Linked DNA regions of Mus musculus: region 1 is linked to region 2. A link is a contact called in public Hi-C data. All regions are on one chromosome and are shown on one strand. The core of a region is the stretch at or near the end of the contact, and the rest is flanking DNA. Distances in the headings are between cores, read along the strand shown. Region 1 overlaps Rnf150 (ring finger protein 150). Region 2 holds the start of Inpp4b (inositol polyphosphate-4-phosphatase, type II).

Region 1 (3,954 bases), core at 221-2,720, 1.7 Mb after region 2:
GGTCTAGCACATCCCATAATTAATGCCCGCCTCCAAGGCCTGAGATGCTTCGTAGCGAGGAAGCAGGTGAGTGCTAAACCAGACTCTCTCCAATGAAGTTTCGAAGATGAGTCTCACTGTCCCCTCTGTCTCAGGTGACACATCTGCACTTCTCCAGGGGGGATCTGTGTTGTGAAAACAACTGAGTCACAAAGGAAATTTTAATATTTAGTCTAATGACATTGGGGTAATTCAACAACAAGAGAAATACAAAATTACATTGCATGACCAGACAGAAAAAGATCTGGTAGGTGTTTTCTGGCCAGTGGCCAGGTAAACGCTGATTATATAAGCAAGTCCTTGACCTAATACCCTACAGGATGCTAAGGAGCCCAAGAGGCCCACCCTTAGCCTGTTGATCTGACTCCAAGGAGACCCTGTGGCAAACTCCCTGAGCCTTTGACAGTCTCTGCTTACCAAAGAGTTTTGAAGGGCTTCCCTGTGACCTTCATGGCAAAAGAAAGATTAAAAGAAAGTTTTTCCTCTTGAGATAACTGGCAAAGCTCTTACTATAGACATTGCTGCTGCCTTCCGTGATGAGGAGGCCCTGACCTGAGGACCCAGTGAGCCACACGTGGCTATGCAGCCCAGGAGTGCCCACTGACTATGCATTTACAGGCATGCATTTTTCTGGAGCAAGTGGTGCACCAACTCTGTCCAACAGAAATACAGCCCAAGTCACATGCATTTTTTTTTCTAACTCCCGATAGCCACATTTTAAGAAGCAAAAAGGAAACAGGTGGAAATTATTTAATAGCAGTTTAATCTAATATTATTATTGTTTTGATGTGCAAATGATGTAGGGTGTCAGGAAAACATTTTCCTCTATTCTTTGTTACCTATTCTAAATCTGCTGTCTTTTACACGCCCAGCACATCATCATTATTACTAGCCACAGTTCAAGCTTTCCGTAGCCACATGTGCCTAGTGGCCACCAGCCGGGCAGCACAGCCCAAGAAATGTTCCAGAATCCTTACAAGTGCTCTCCTGACTGTGACAGGAGAAAAAGGATAAGATTACCTCAGGTTTTCCCCAAAAGAAAAACAGACTTTAGCCAAGTTACCTAAGGAGACAGCCAGGGATGTTCTTATTCCATAAGTAATAGCGGTTCAAATAGCCTTTATCAACTTTCTAAACACAGTGTCCACTGTCCTCAGCAACTGTTGCTTCTCTGACGAGCTGTTTGTTAAAAAACAACAAGACAACCAACCATGCTGATTTGGTGCTGAAATAAAATTACACCCTCACTTTTATGACAAACCCTGAGACTCATGTGAGAGACTTACACCCCTCACTTCTATGACTAATCCCAAGACTCTTAATGTGACACTTAGCCAAAGAGAATTTACCTCAACCCATAGTTCTTCATCCCTGTGGCTGCCCCGTTCTAAAGCAGTAGAACTCAGAGACAGGAAAGGCGCAGGAAACCGCAGGCCGAGCCACATACCCGGTCTGTGTGGCATTGCCGAGAAAGGATCTCTGAGCTTGTGGCCATCCAGCCTCTATGTGGTGAATGGCGAGCAGCTTTCTCTTCAGCTTTGTCCAAGGTTGAGAGAGGAAAAGAGCCCTGAACTCCCTCAGAGTCACTTTCAGAATGGCTTCCTCCTGCGTGGTTAATCCTTCTAAAGGGCTGCTGCCTCCTAAGAACAGCCTTGGGTCTGGCAGGGCCTTCAAGGTCAGTTCTGGTCACACACCCAAGGGATGGATATAGTATGGAGACAGGAGATGATAAGGTATCAGAGGCAATCAGGCAGTGGTGGCTCACACCTTTGAACCCAGCACTCAGGCAGGTGGATCTCAGTGAGTTTGAGGTCAGCCCGGTCTATGAAGCAAGTTCTGGGACAGCTACAGAGACAAATACTGGGTGGAGGCAGGGGCAGAGGTGGGGAGGAGTACCAGAGGCACCTAGCTATTTCAACATTGTGTGTGACATCCTGGCCATGGAAGCAAGTCTCTCTCCAGAGATTTGTTGTTGTTGTTGTTGTTGTTGTTGTTGTTGTTGTTGTTGCTTTAACATTTTCATCTGTGGGTATTCAAGGGTCTAGCCTGTTAAGAATGGCTGTGCCCAGTGGCCATTTTCTTTACAGCCCAGACATTCCTGGGACTACAACACTTCCAGAACCAAAAGAGAACATCAGTCTGCCTAAGATTCTTGGTGTAAGCTTAGTTGGTGCTGAAGTAGATTGCATAAGCATTTAATGGCATTTAGTTGTCCACTGAATGCATATCCTTGGCTGAACACCATGAAAATTACCAAATAAAAACTTTCAAAAATTTTAGGAAAGATCATCATGCAATCTACAAAGAGAAGGTCCAGTCTCTGCAGTGCTGAGGTACTGAGGCCAGGGAGATGATGTCCTGTAGAAGAAAAAAAAAAAAATTAAATGTATGAGTTGCTCTATCTGCATGTACACCTGCAAGCCAGAAGAGGGCATCAGATCCCAGATACAGATGGTTGTGAGTCCCCAGGTAGTTACTAGGAATTGAACTCAGGACCTCTAGAAGAGCAGTCAGTGCTCTTAACCACTGAGCCATTTCACCAGCCCCCATAGCATTCTTAATTTCCCTTCCCTTCCTTGCACACACACACACACACACACACACACACACACACACACACACACACACACTTTCCCTATCTTACACCCCATTTCCTTAAACCCTGTTCCTTGGTCCCCTCCTAATAGGCCACATTCGCACAAGAGCAGGATTTGCGTGACCTGTTTCTGCCATCTTCCCAGGGTCCTTAACATTTAGCAAGCCATGCTTCTTGGAAAGAACGTACGGCAAAGAGGAGCAGAGGCACTGCCCTTCAAAGACTGGGCTGCCTGATTTCCTGAGCAGTATTTCTGTCCATTTTGGGAGAGGACGGAGGAGCAGGGGTGATGGCTGAATTTCACAAGGGAAACGACCAGTACCCTGAAGGACATCCACAGCAGGCAAGATCCCAGATCAAAGCAGGGTGAGCTAAGGAGAAAGTCTATGTGGAAAACTGCCCCTCCCCTGGGCTCGGAACTTACCAATGAGTCCCAGGGAGAGCAGGTGTTGAAGGGAGTCAATAGTCATGAGTTAAAACGTCTTGATTGTGAAGAAGATTGGGATACTTGGCTCCCAACAGCAGGCCTTTCTCAGGAGGGTCAGACAGTGCTAGTTAAAATCTTGTAGATAGGGAACTATTTTATTCCACTGTGAGCTTCGTGGTGGCATGGTGTTATCATCCCATAACTAATGAAGTGAATGTAGATCCCAGATGTGGACTTTAATTAATTTAATCAGTTCCTTGTTCTGTAAGAGCCTGTCTCACTCACTCACTCTCTCCCTGTCCTATGTCCTTCATAATCAAATGGCTTTTTCTTGAACCTCAGTGCCCAGATCCTCTAAACTGGTGGCATTACAGATGCTCACCCTCACTGCAGAGCTGTTTGCTCTTTAGCCACTTGATATGTGTTCATTGATGAGGGGGAAGAGGAAGAAGAGGAAGAGGAGGAGGAGGAAGAAGAGGAAGAGGAGGAGGGGGGAAGGAGGAGGATGTGGGAGTGTGCTTCTTGTAAGACCTCTAAAGAGGCAGACAGGAAAATCTACAGAGAAAGGAGAGACAGTTGAGTGACCCAAAGTCATTGCTGGGTAGAAATTCTCTGGTGTGCGGTTCTTTGGCCAGCAGTGACCTTGGAGAAAATGTGAGGACCGTGTGTGCTAAATAAACCAAAGACTGATCAACATCCAAATGGACACATGTTCTTCTGTGAACTAGCTGAATTGTCTCCTGATGTTCTCACAAACAAAAGTCAAGGTGGATCCCTTGGGCATTTCAATTTTTTCAGGCTGCTGGTTGGCCTCGATAAATCCACAAATCTAAAACAATGGACTGTGGCCTTAGTGACACACATGCCATCTTTAAACTTTCGTGTTTAACCC
Region 2 (3,682 bases), core at 115-2,614:
CCAAACCAACCAACCAACCAACCAACCAACCAACCCAATCAACCAACGGAACCAACCAAAGACACCCTCACACCACCACTAGCACCCCGCCCCCACACACATAAATTTAAACCATCAAACTCCCTGCCCTCATCAACAAAGATAATATCTAGTAGCAAATACTTGGGAAGTAAATGGATGTCTCGATTCAGGCAGTGACAGCAGGGGTGACAGCTGGGGGCAGACACAGCTTCCCATTTTGTAATACTGTAATACTGTTAAGCACTGCCTTAACCCAAATTGATTTCACTGACTTTAAGATTCCAGGCTCTTTGTGTGACAAATGTCACACTTGTGTACACGCGTTTTTACTTTATTTAGAGTGCCAGTTTAAAGGGTTGCAAGGAAGAAAAAGGACTAGTGTGCCTTTGTGGGTAAGCTCTGAGAAGAATTACCTCTGAGCAGAGTGGACAAAACCTCTCTAGGAAAGCCGCCAGGTGGCACCTGTAAGGCGCAGATGGAGAGAGTCATTTGCCCCACCCCCACAGGCCGGACTATCCAGACTACCCCTCACCCCTCGGGTTTGTTCGCGAGGAAGTGGGGGAGTTTCAGTCTCTTTCCAGACAGCGTGATTACACACCAAAATTTTCTGACACCTCAAACACACCGAGGGCGGATTGTCTCCACACAACCAGGCTGTCAAAGGCATGAGCCTGGTGGTTGGGAACACTTAGGCACTCTGCAAGGTGGGGAGTGGCTGTGGGCTGCCCCTGTGCCCAGGTCTGCTCAGTCTGGGTCTAGGGGAAAACACTGGCAAGGGAGAAGCAGTTCTCAGGACCGTGACACGCAGAAGTCACCAGAACGTGGGACAGCGCTTCACACTCCTCTAACGCCCAATCCTCCTCCCAGGGACAGTCAGTGGGGACTAGTCTGAGCTACCTTCTCACATCCTTTTACATTTCCGCCTTCTGCAGTCTCTTCTCCTGTCCGGGTCGCATTGTGATTGCCTTGCCCCCCCCCCCCCCCGCCCCGCGCGCTTCGCCCCTGTGATCCCGCACCCCAGGATTGGCAGCTGACCCCAGAGACAGCAGAGTCTGAGTGGTGGGTGTCAGTAAACAGAAGCAGCGTGTTGTGGTCATTTCGAGCTGTGCGGTCGGGCCACCAACTCCATCTGTGGCAGGGAGGCGAGCTGCACCAGTTGCGAGACTGCTGCTGTTCCTCTTTGGTGGCTGGTTGGTGACATTGGGAGGAGACCGCTCCGAGGGAGTGAGCCTAAGACGAGGAGGAAGAGAGGCAGGGCGTTGGGGGTGGGGACGTGGCGACAGTGCCAGGGGGCGTGTGAGCTGCGGGCGAGGAGCAACTTCTCCCGGGCGCGCGCTGCGGGGCGGCGGGCGGAGCGTGAGCTGCCAGCCCAGAGCAGGGAGCGGGGAGCGGGGAGGCTCGGCCCGCGCCCTGCACGCTACCATCCTCCGGGTTCCCAGCCCCGGGTGCTGAGCTCGCCGCTATAAATAGCAGGTTACAGCTTCTGCTTGGGCGCACACGCTTTCACTGGAGAACGCAGGAAAGTCATCCTGAAAAGTGTCTGCCGCTGCTATCGCCCCCTACTCAGCCTCTGCAAGAGGTAACATCCTGCCTGGGATCCTGGGGCTCGGGAGGGAATTTTGCAGGGTGCGGAGGGTGAGGATGGGTGAATCCATAGGCTGTAGTCGTGCGCATCGGACAGTTCAGGGTGGTGGTGGTGGGGAGTACGTCCTGCCTGAGAGACAGCTGGTGTGTTTCTTATCAAGTTTCCCAGCTTGCAGCCAAGATCGTCCCTTCAGCCTTGCTTCCCAGGGACCCTGGCTGCTGGTGGTACCCCTGTGACCCTGATTACTGTCTAGTGGAGCTCGCTTGGTCTGGGGTGAACACCACACACACACACACACACACACACACACACACACACACACACGCACACACATATGAGTTCCAACTCCCAGGTGACACTGAGTTCTGGCCCAGCTTATGGTCCCTTTGAGCTGTTCTTAAAAGGTGCTGCAGCGACCTGGAGTGCTTAGGGACTGCTTCTCAACCCTAGTCCCAGTCACTGGCTGTCTCCTGCTTCAGAGGAAGTGGTCCTGGTCCTTAGAACAAGGAAGGCATGCTGGGGTTGCAGTTGCCTAAAGAGCTCTCTTTTCATGGCTATCTCCAGCCCCACCTTCAGCAACTCCTGCCCTCTCCGTCCCCCCAACACCACCCCCCCAAGTCAGGCCTGTTACCCCTAGGCTACCTTCATGTTCTACCTACCCCAAAGAGAAGTCAAGAAAGAGTTAGAAAATCAGGGCTTCAAAGTAAGAGTGGGTGATGAGAGGCTCCTCTGGAGTCTCAAATTTGCACTACAGCCTACTTGAGCTTATCTGGCCCCTCTAGCAGGACAAGGGTCCTGAGCAAACCCAGGAGCCTGCTGCTAGTATGGACTTTCAGGCTTGCAACTGGCTAGCTCTAGGTGATGCGAGAACCAGAGGCACCGGTGTTTGCCCCTCTCCACCTTTGATTTTGCTTCCCTCAGGGGAGGTGGTTTCTGCCCCAGAGGACACCCAGAGGTTTCTGTTTGGAGACAGAAGCTTTATAGGTAGGGATGTGCATATTGATGAGATAGTTGCAGCCACACAAAACTTATTGGAAAAACCCCAGAGGAGAGAGAGGCAGCAGTGCTGTTAGGGGACCGAGGTTTGTTAAGGGAAAGGATGCTCAGTTGATTATGTGGTTCCTGCAGCGTCAACTTACCAGGGAAACCCTGCGGGACATTCAGTCACGCTGGTCTAAATGATGTAGAATGTCTTCTTTGTTCATCTTACTTTATGTTTTTCTTTCTCCTGATTCTGGCTTCCTTGCTCTTTCCAAAATGACATTTGAGGTCATTATGTGGGTATTACATTTTGCTTACATTTCCCTTCAGTCTGAAAGAAGTTATTTATAAAGGTGTAGCTCTATAAAATACATGAAAGAGCAGAAGACAGGGATGAGTTCATCTCTCCTATGATGGGCACTAGGTGGCCCCTTTTATAGGTGTACATCTACATTTAGAGGACTTGTTCGCACAGAAATTTTCTTAGTGAGTTCTGGAATCAGAATGTTATCAATCTGACTTGGTTCAGAGACTCAGCAAGAGAGTGGCTGCCTGATGCTGTGTTAAAGGTAGAGTTAGGAGAGGTTTGGACAAGTGGGTACTGTCAGCTTACTCGGTGTGGGAGGAAATACATTAGCTCATGTTCTTTGGGATATACTCCAGGGAAACATTGACATGAAATCACAGTAATTGATCAGTGCCTCTGGGCTCAGCACATGGGCCTTAAACTCAAACCTGTAGGAGTTGCACTAAGTTAAAATGCTTCTGCAGAAAAATAAAGGAGAGAAAGAAAGAAAGAAGGAAATAAAGGAAGGAAGGAAAAAGGGGGCGTTTTATGAGAGTCCTGTGTATGTGAGAGAATATGTGTCTCTGAGCCTTGTGTATGTTTTGTGGGTTTTTTTTGGGGGGGGGCTCTTTTTCTTCTTCTATTTTTGGTTTTTGTCTTGTCCTATTTTATTTTATTATTTTTCTTTAGATGCCTGTTTTCTAATGAGAGACAGAAGGGGTGTGGATTCAGGTGGGAGGAGGTGGGGGGATATCTTAGGAGTTGAGGAAGGCAAAATGCAATCAGAATACTATGTATGAAAAAACTAT

Evidence for each region. Hi-C and Micro-C count contacts between places; a contact is called where the count stands out from the background.
Region 1: a contact with region 2 is called in a Hi-C map of the MNK3 cell line, with 10 times the contacts expected there. The contact joins the enhancer-like site here to the promoter of Inpp4b in region 2. A contact is called at or near these places in 9 of 39 promoter capture datasets (the C10 cell line, embryonic stem cells, frontonasal cranial neural crest and 5 more), 1 of 15 datasets of contacts at CTCF or cohesin (large pre-B cells), 10 of 484 Hi-C or Micro-C datasets (the AtT-20 cell line, B cells, the Ba/F3 cell line and 6 more), 1 of 115 datasets of contacts at active chromatin or transcription factors (astrocytes) and 3 of 9 other capture datasets (adipose tissue, embryonic stem cells and liver).

What each region holds. Positions count from the first base shown.
Region 1 is chr8:83,085,356-83,089,309 of GRCm38.p6, forward strand. It overlaps Rnf150 (ring finger protein 150), which reads left to right. Exons shown (of 7, transcript NM_177378.4): 7 at 1-3,954. Among named protein-coding and RNA genes, the nearest start is that of Tbc1d9, 78 kb to the right of the region's middle. Within about 2 kb of position 1,471, at least 47 of the 459 cell types and tissues checked have an H3K27ac peak or open chromatin away from gene starts, as enhancers often do. A contact at or near this core is called in the Ba/F3 cell line and the MNK3 cell line, where this site is marked.
Region 2 is chr8:81,341,198-81,344,879 of GRCm38.p6, forward strand. It overlaps Inpp4b (inositol polyphosphate-4-phosphatase, type II), which reads left to right and starts at 1,365. Exons shown (of 25, transcript NM_001024617.3): 1 at 1,365-1,600. It overlaps Gm51582 (classical arabinogalactan protein 9-like), which reads right to left and starts at 1,456. Exons shown (of 2, transcript XM_030243908.1): 1 at 1,057-1,456. The coding sequence starts at 1,445.